Regions from separate parts of the Mus musculus genome. Here region 1 is linked to region 2. The links are chromatin contacts, called in public Hi-C maps. All regions are on one chromosome and are shown on one strand. The core of a region is the stretch at or near the end of the contact, and the rest is flanking DNA. Distances in the headings are between cores, read along the strand shown. Region 1 overlaps Magi2 (membrane associated guanylate kinase, WW and PDZ domain containing 2). Region 2 holds the start of Magi2 (membrane associated guanylate kinase, WW and PDZ domain containing 2).

What was found. Hi-C and Micro-C count contacts between places; a contact is called where the count stands out from the background.
Region 1: a contact with region 2 is called in a Hi-C map of cerebellar granule neurons, with 1.7 times the contacts expected there. The contact joins the enhancer-like site here to the promoter of Magi2 in region 2. A contact is called at or near these places in 3 of 484 Hi-C or Micro-C datasets (cerebellar granule neurons, embryonic stem cells and rod photoreceptor), 2 of 115 datasets of contacts at active chromatin or transcription factors (both in embryonic stem cells) and 2 of 9 other capture datasets (adipose tissue and liver).

The regions. Positions count from the first base shown.
Region 1 is chr5:19,269,959-19,273,011 of GRCm38.p6, forward strand. All of the region lies in intron 1 of Magi2 (membrane associated guanylate kinase, WW and PDZ domain containing 2), which reads left to right. Among named protein-coding and RNA genes, the nearest start is that of Magi2, 44 kb to the left of the region's middle. Within about 2 kb of position 1,688, at least 2 of the 459 cell types and tissues checked have an H3K27ac peak or open chromatin away from gene starts, as enhancers often do. A contact at or near this core is called in cerebellar granule neurons, where this site is marked.
Region 2 is chr5:19,225,061-19,228,328 of GRCm38.p6, forward strand. Magi2 (membrane associated guanylate kinase, WW and PDZ domain containing 2) reads left to right here and starts at 1,986. Exons shown (of 23, transcript NM_001170746.1): 1 at 1,986-2,529. The coding sequence starts at 2,229. 4921504A21Rik (RIKEN cDNA 4921504A21 gene) reads right to left here and starts at 1,495. Exons shown (of 3, transcript NR_102342.1): 1 at 1,081-1,495.

The sequences.
Region 1 (3,053 bases), core at 438-2,937, 45 kb after region 2:
AGAGAGCTTCAGAGCTCAGAATCCTTAGAAGCCCAGAGTCACTCATTCCAACAAGCTCCAGAAATCACTAAAACCATTGTCTTGAAAACACAAATGAAGAAGTTGGAAAGAAGTAGGGGTATGTCTGCTCATTATTAAATGATTTACTCAAATAATCCCAAACTTGAGCAACATCTCCTGACTCAACTACCCGTCTTATGTCTATGAGATAAAGAGTATGGAACGGGACAATGATCAAAAGAGGAATAATAATCTAAAAACAAGGTCAGACTAAAGAGATGAGCTTGTGCCTTGACAATGATGCCTTTGAACAGCCACATGTGGGGATTGCTCTGCCTTGGCTCCTCACACAAGGAGACTAGTACAACATAAGAGCAAAAAGCAAATCAAGTACTGGCTCTATGCATTTGGAACACCACTACAGACTTACACATATATGCTCCCCCCTTCCCCATCCCTTCTTTCCCCCTCCTTTTCTCTGTTCCCCTTTTCTCTCCCTCCTTTCCTCCCCTCCCCTCCCTCTCTTCACCTTTCTACTCCTCTTTCTTCTCATTTCAACTTTCCTTCTCTCCCCCTTGTTCCCTCCCTCTATACCGCTCCCTGTCTCCTATTTTATATTCATAGGATACACTCTTTCTTACATACTCCTAGGAAATTATTGTAGAAATACATTTAAGTGAAACAGCTCCTTATAAACCTTAAAAATAATATTGTACATCACCTCAGGGTAGTAATTTTCTTACCAGTATATATTTAAGGGAAATATGGTGATCAAAATATTATATTTTCTTTTAACTGTTACTATTCCAGTATTTTAGAAAAAATAAGAGTAAATTTGTGGAATGAGTGGGCTTTTTGTCAAGTGATATTTTCCAAGTATATTGATTTGCAGCTTGAGAAATAAATGTCTGCTTTCCAGAATGAAATAATTAAAATATTTACTTCTTGAAAGATAAATCTTCATATGTGTATTTAATTTGCATAACCATGATTAATTAAGTGATTATATACCAATATATGTAATATTATAGTATATAATATTATAGTCAGGTTTTTATTTCAGATCAAATAATGTTTATACACTGTATATTCTCAATAGAAAAGCTAGAAATGGTTGTGAAAAAGGAAACCTTCAATCATGGTGCTATTGTTTACTTGAGAAAGAGAGACTTTTCCTTTGCTTACTGCTGAGTTGGTTTAAGGGTGGTTTTGTTGGTTTCCTACTGGTTTTGTAACAAATCACTGCAAATTTAGTAATAACACACAAGAACATTTATTTCCCAGTTCTATAAATCAGATGTGCAAAATGCATCTTAGAGGTCTAGCATCAATGTATTGGTAGAGCTGTCTTTAGTAAAAATTCTAGAAGAGACTGCCATGTCCTTGTCTTCCAAATTCTAGAGCCAAATAATTTTCTTGGCTCATAGTTCCACCATCAATGCCAGCAACATGAAGCTAAATATCTTCTACACTACCACCTCTCTGCTGTTTTGAATTTCCCTCTTAAAGTTTAAGATTTCTTTTGATTATATCAAACCCACCTGTCATATTTAGACTAAATTCTTCTTAAAATCAGGTGATTAATGGCATTAATTCTCTTTTGTTGTGTAATCTAGCCTAATGTACAGGTTTGGAGAATAAGAACAAAGGATTCTTTAGCAGCCATTAAAAGGTAGCTTACAGCAGAGCTGAGAGACCTCGTGGGGAAAGCTGTTATTATCACTGGCTGCATGGAAAGTGAATTTGAGTCAGTGTATGTCTCCTGAGGGTTCCCTACTGGAATATTTTTCATAAGTATGTCTGATGTAGGTTCTTCTAAGGCAAAGAATGAGGGCCACATCTTTCTCCTAGCCTTGCCTCAGGCATGTATGGCCAGGAGCTAAATCTGTAGTGAATATTAGCATATTTACCACTAATTATGAGTAATAGCTCGTTTGCATTACTGATCCTAGCTATACAGCTATAACCTTTAGATAAAAACAAATTTGTATAAACTGAAGCCATTGCCAGATTCAAAGCAGTATGTCCATTATTTCTAATGCACTAAAATAAGGTTTCTATTTTTGCTGTATGGAAAACTAGACAAATAGTTGTTTCTTTTATTACCACATGGGGCCATCTTCATACAAGTATCTAATGGACTTTGAGTATATGCCTCCTTAGCCACTGTTCTTACCTTGCCCTCTTGAGCACCAGCCCATTTTCCTTCTATTTTTATGTCATCTGTACATGTATGATTTCGTGTGTCTGCTAAAGGCTGCACCCAGGAATTATAGTGGTGAAACTTGAGTCACTGCATCTGACTTCATTGCTTCCTGTGATTGTTTCTGGTTGTATTCATCTTTGTAACTACGTAATAATCTCATTGTCGATGCTTGAAAAACCTTCCACTAAGTATACAAGCACATTTGATGGAGGAAACCATAACCTACTAAGACAAGCCATGCCAACTGCTGATCAGGTGTTTCTCTTCCTTGGAACCCTGTTGCTTATGCACTAGGAAATAAACACTGACAACATCATGGTATTTTGGTCCAGCATTCTTAATATGAACATACATGTAAGATGTTTCTAGATGGCCATCAGAGCCTTTTCTGCATTCTGATTTTCTCTCTCTTTAATTATCTTTAACTTTATAAACACAGCCTATATTCAAAGATAATTAAAATATATGATTTGGACGTTACAACTCCTATAACTTATCATGCCCAGGTTTTCTCCTTTAGTAATGTGTTAATACATTATGATTGAAATAAACACTAAATATGATCAAATCAAATCATCAGAAATCATTAAAAAATCTATAGAGAATCAATATACATTCCTCTATACACAATAAGCATTGCTTTGTTCTGGGAATGTTAACACAACTAAAAACCATTGCTTTCATTTCCTTTGAATAACAAGTGATACCTCCCAAACACCTACACTTTATTTTAATTATTTATTTGCCATTCTTTTATAATTGTGATTTGGGATCTACTCAAAGTGGTTTTGTGTTTGTTGTTTGTTTGAATCTTTTGTATGTGGGACTATCTAATATATATCAAACA
Region 2 (3,268 bases), core at 736-3,235:
TAATTTGTAACTGCTGTTAAACAAATGCAAATTCTGTTCTTCACTGCCTCTATCACTTTCCACTTAGAATGGTGCTTTATAATCCTCAGCCTAACTTTTCATGAGACTGGCCTTTCAATGGAAATCTTGCTGGCTCAGGAGCATTCCTTAAGGCCAAGGACTGGGTAGTCCTCACCAGTCATAGCCAACTTTTCTCAAATGGAAAAAGGCACAAAGTCAAGCAAATTCATCCTTTGTAAAGATCTTCAGCTCTGACCTAATTTGCTGTCCTCTCCACGATGTGGGGGTGGGGCTGAAGAGGAAGAACCTACTGTTCAAAGCCAACAAACCTGTATGGGGCAGTCCCTTCCCTGCCTTGCCTGTCTGTCTTCTCAGTGCACCAGGCCCCACTAGTACTGTTACCCCTATTTAAAAGGAAACAACCAGAGAAAGGTGGAACAGCCTGCTAAACGTGGCACTCCTGAAAAGCCCCAGAGCCAGGATACACACCCCCTCTTTTCTGTCTGGGTCAGCTAAGCCTTTTGAACCGCCTTGCTTTCCTCCCACACTACATCCCAGACATCAAAGCTCTTAACTGCTGATAATTCCTTCCCATACTCTGATTTACAAAGATGAGTGGGTGAGTGGTTCCTTTTTTTTTTTTTCTTTTTGCCTGAAACATATTATTTCAAAGTTAAGCAAATGGAATGTAAGCTACGGAAACTCAAAAAGCACCACTCAGGGTTTGACTGGAGAAGTCAGCAGCCCTCAGCCCCCTGTGTCCTGCTTAGCTTTCCACCTGGCTCTAAATTTGGAGAAGGGGAAGGAGCTAGATGGGGGTACAGCGCTCCACCAAGAGCCTTCTTTTCTTTCCTGTAGCAGACTTGTTTGTCTGATTAACCTAAAACTTGACTCCTGTCCAGGTTACACTCACCATTTATATGTCTAGGCTCTTACTCCATTTATCTCCCTAACACCTACCCCACCGCCCCTCTCCACTCTTCAACTAGGGCAGGTGCCCTCCTCTATCCTGTCTCCACTCAATCCTCTTCAGTTTCTTCCAAGAGGACACATGGCCCTGCTCTGCAGATGTTATTTCACCTTATTCTTGCATCCAGGACGACCAGACTCCTTCCTCTAACTTTCCTCTATCGGAGGGGCACTTCTGAGAACTTTGCGAGGAATGAAAGACTGTAAAAAGTGGAGCGAGCCAATAGTGAAGTCTCTCCACGGGCTCCGCCTGCCAGGCCCTCTGCAGTTCCATGCTGGGACCCCGAACTCCAGCTTCCTTGTGGCAGGATGGAGCCCCAGAAGACTGTGCTGTAGATGGGCCACCAGGCTCGGCATCGGGTTCCCCGGATTTCTGCTTTGTCCAGTGTTGGGGTGTGGGCAAGTCGGGGCGTCCTGCAGGCTAGCAGCCCGGCTCACAGGGAAGCTGAAGACAGGTCCACCCAGGGATCCCGGCTCTCTTCACCGGCCTGCCCATGTCGGGCCTCCGCTCCCCTCCTTCCCGGCTCCCGCCTCCTCCCGCAGGCTGCAGGGCGGCCCGGGGCCTGCCTCTCCCAGCGCCTTCACTACCGGGTCAAGCCGCGGAGGGAGGGAGACGGCGGCGAAGCCCTCCCTGGCGCTCCACTCGGTGCGCGCGCCTCCTCCCTCGGCTCGCATCCCCCAACGCTCCCCCCTCCCCGCCGCCCGCTTGCATCCTGCCAGTACAGTACAACTAGTACACAGGCACACACGCGCACACGCGCACACACACGCGCTCCCTACCGCTGCCACTGCAGCTGCCATGGATATCGGCTAACAACACAGAGGCCGGCGAGCGCGCGCGCGCTCCCCACTCGCAGCACGCAGGAGTGGCCCCCGGCATCCCTACCCTCCTCCCCACCCCCACGCCACCCGCTCACCAGCTCGGCCACTGCTCGCGCTGGCTCGGCCGCCGCCACCGCCGCTAACGCCGCCAACGCCACCACAGCTTCCTCCGCTGCGGGGCCAAAGCCTTGAGTGTCATTCAAGGGACAGCACAACCTCACCCAAGCTCTCCTACCTCTGCCCAGCCGTCCCTCTCATCCTCCCCCTTCCTCCGCCACACTCCATCCAAAGAAGAGGGAAAGCGCGGAGCAGAGGGAGAGAAAGGCAAAGTCTGCCACCCTCTTCCCTTGGCCCCCTTGCTCCTCCATCCCGATTTTGACTCCCAGACCCTCCTTCCCAAAGGACCCTCTGGAACTGAGGCGACTCACCCTACTGCCATGTCCAAAAGCTTGAAAAAGAAAAGCCACTGGACTAGCAAAGTCCACGAGAGTGTCATTGGCAGGAACCCGGAGGGCCAGCTGGGCTTTGAACTGAAGGGGGGCGCGGAAAACGGACAGTTCCCCTACCTGGGGGAGGTGAAGCCGGGCAAGGTGGCCTATGAAAGCGGCAGCAAGTTGGTGTCCGAGGAGCTGCTGCTGGAGGTGAACGAGACCCCCGTGGCGGGGCTCACCATCAGGGACGTTCTGGCCGTGATCAAACACTGCAAGGACCCCCTCCGGCTCAAGTGTGTCAAGCAAGGTGAGCGCAGCTTGTTCGGTGCTCTGCCTGGCGGTGGGACCCCGGCGTGGGGATGGCATTAACAGGGTGGGCGCGGGTGTTGGATGGGTGTATGCTGCGCCACCGCGGGGTGGGGTCCAGAGAGCACGGTAACTGTGTTCGGAGCATTAGGGGGACCGGGACTGGGGGGCTGGCTGGCCGGCTAAGCCAGGTGGTACTGTAGCAGGCAACTTAGTTTGCCCAGTTGGACCCTCCCCTTTGGAAGATGCTTGGCCTTGTCTGACCTCCTCTGAGCTTTAGGCCAAATAGAATGTGCGCCAATGGCATGTCCACAGTGGACACAGAGCTTTCGGGGAAGGAGGAAAGCAAGGGAGGAGGAAGAAAGGAAGATGGAGCAACTTGAGGTGCAGAGCTGTCGCTAGAGAGAATGGGAGAAGCTCTGAATATTGGGGCAAGTGGAGACCCCTTGCAGGATATCCAAAACTAGTCTGGAGACACCTTGGTCCGTAGCGGTTCCCTAGGGATCACTGACGGGAGAGGAAGGAAAGGGACAAATTGGTTTGGACGCTTTGACCGGTAGTGTTCAGTAACTTTTTCCCTGCTTCACTCCTCGGTCTTTCTCCCCCGCCCATGGTCATGTCATGTGGGCACCGTGAGTCACGTGCAGACTGACTAACCCTAGAGATCGCCCCTGGCCAGCAGGCAGGAGGAGGGGCAGAGATTAAGAAGCGGGGAGCTGGGAGAGCTTTCTAATGTGGAA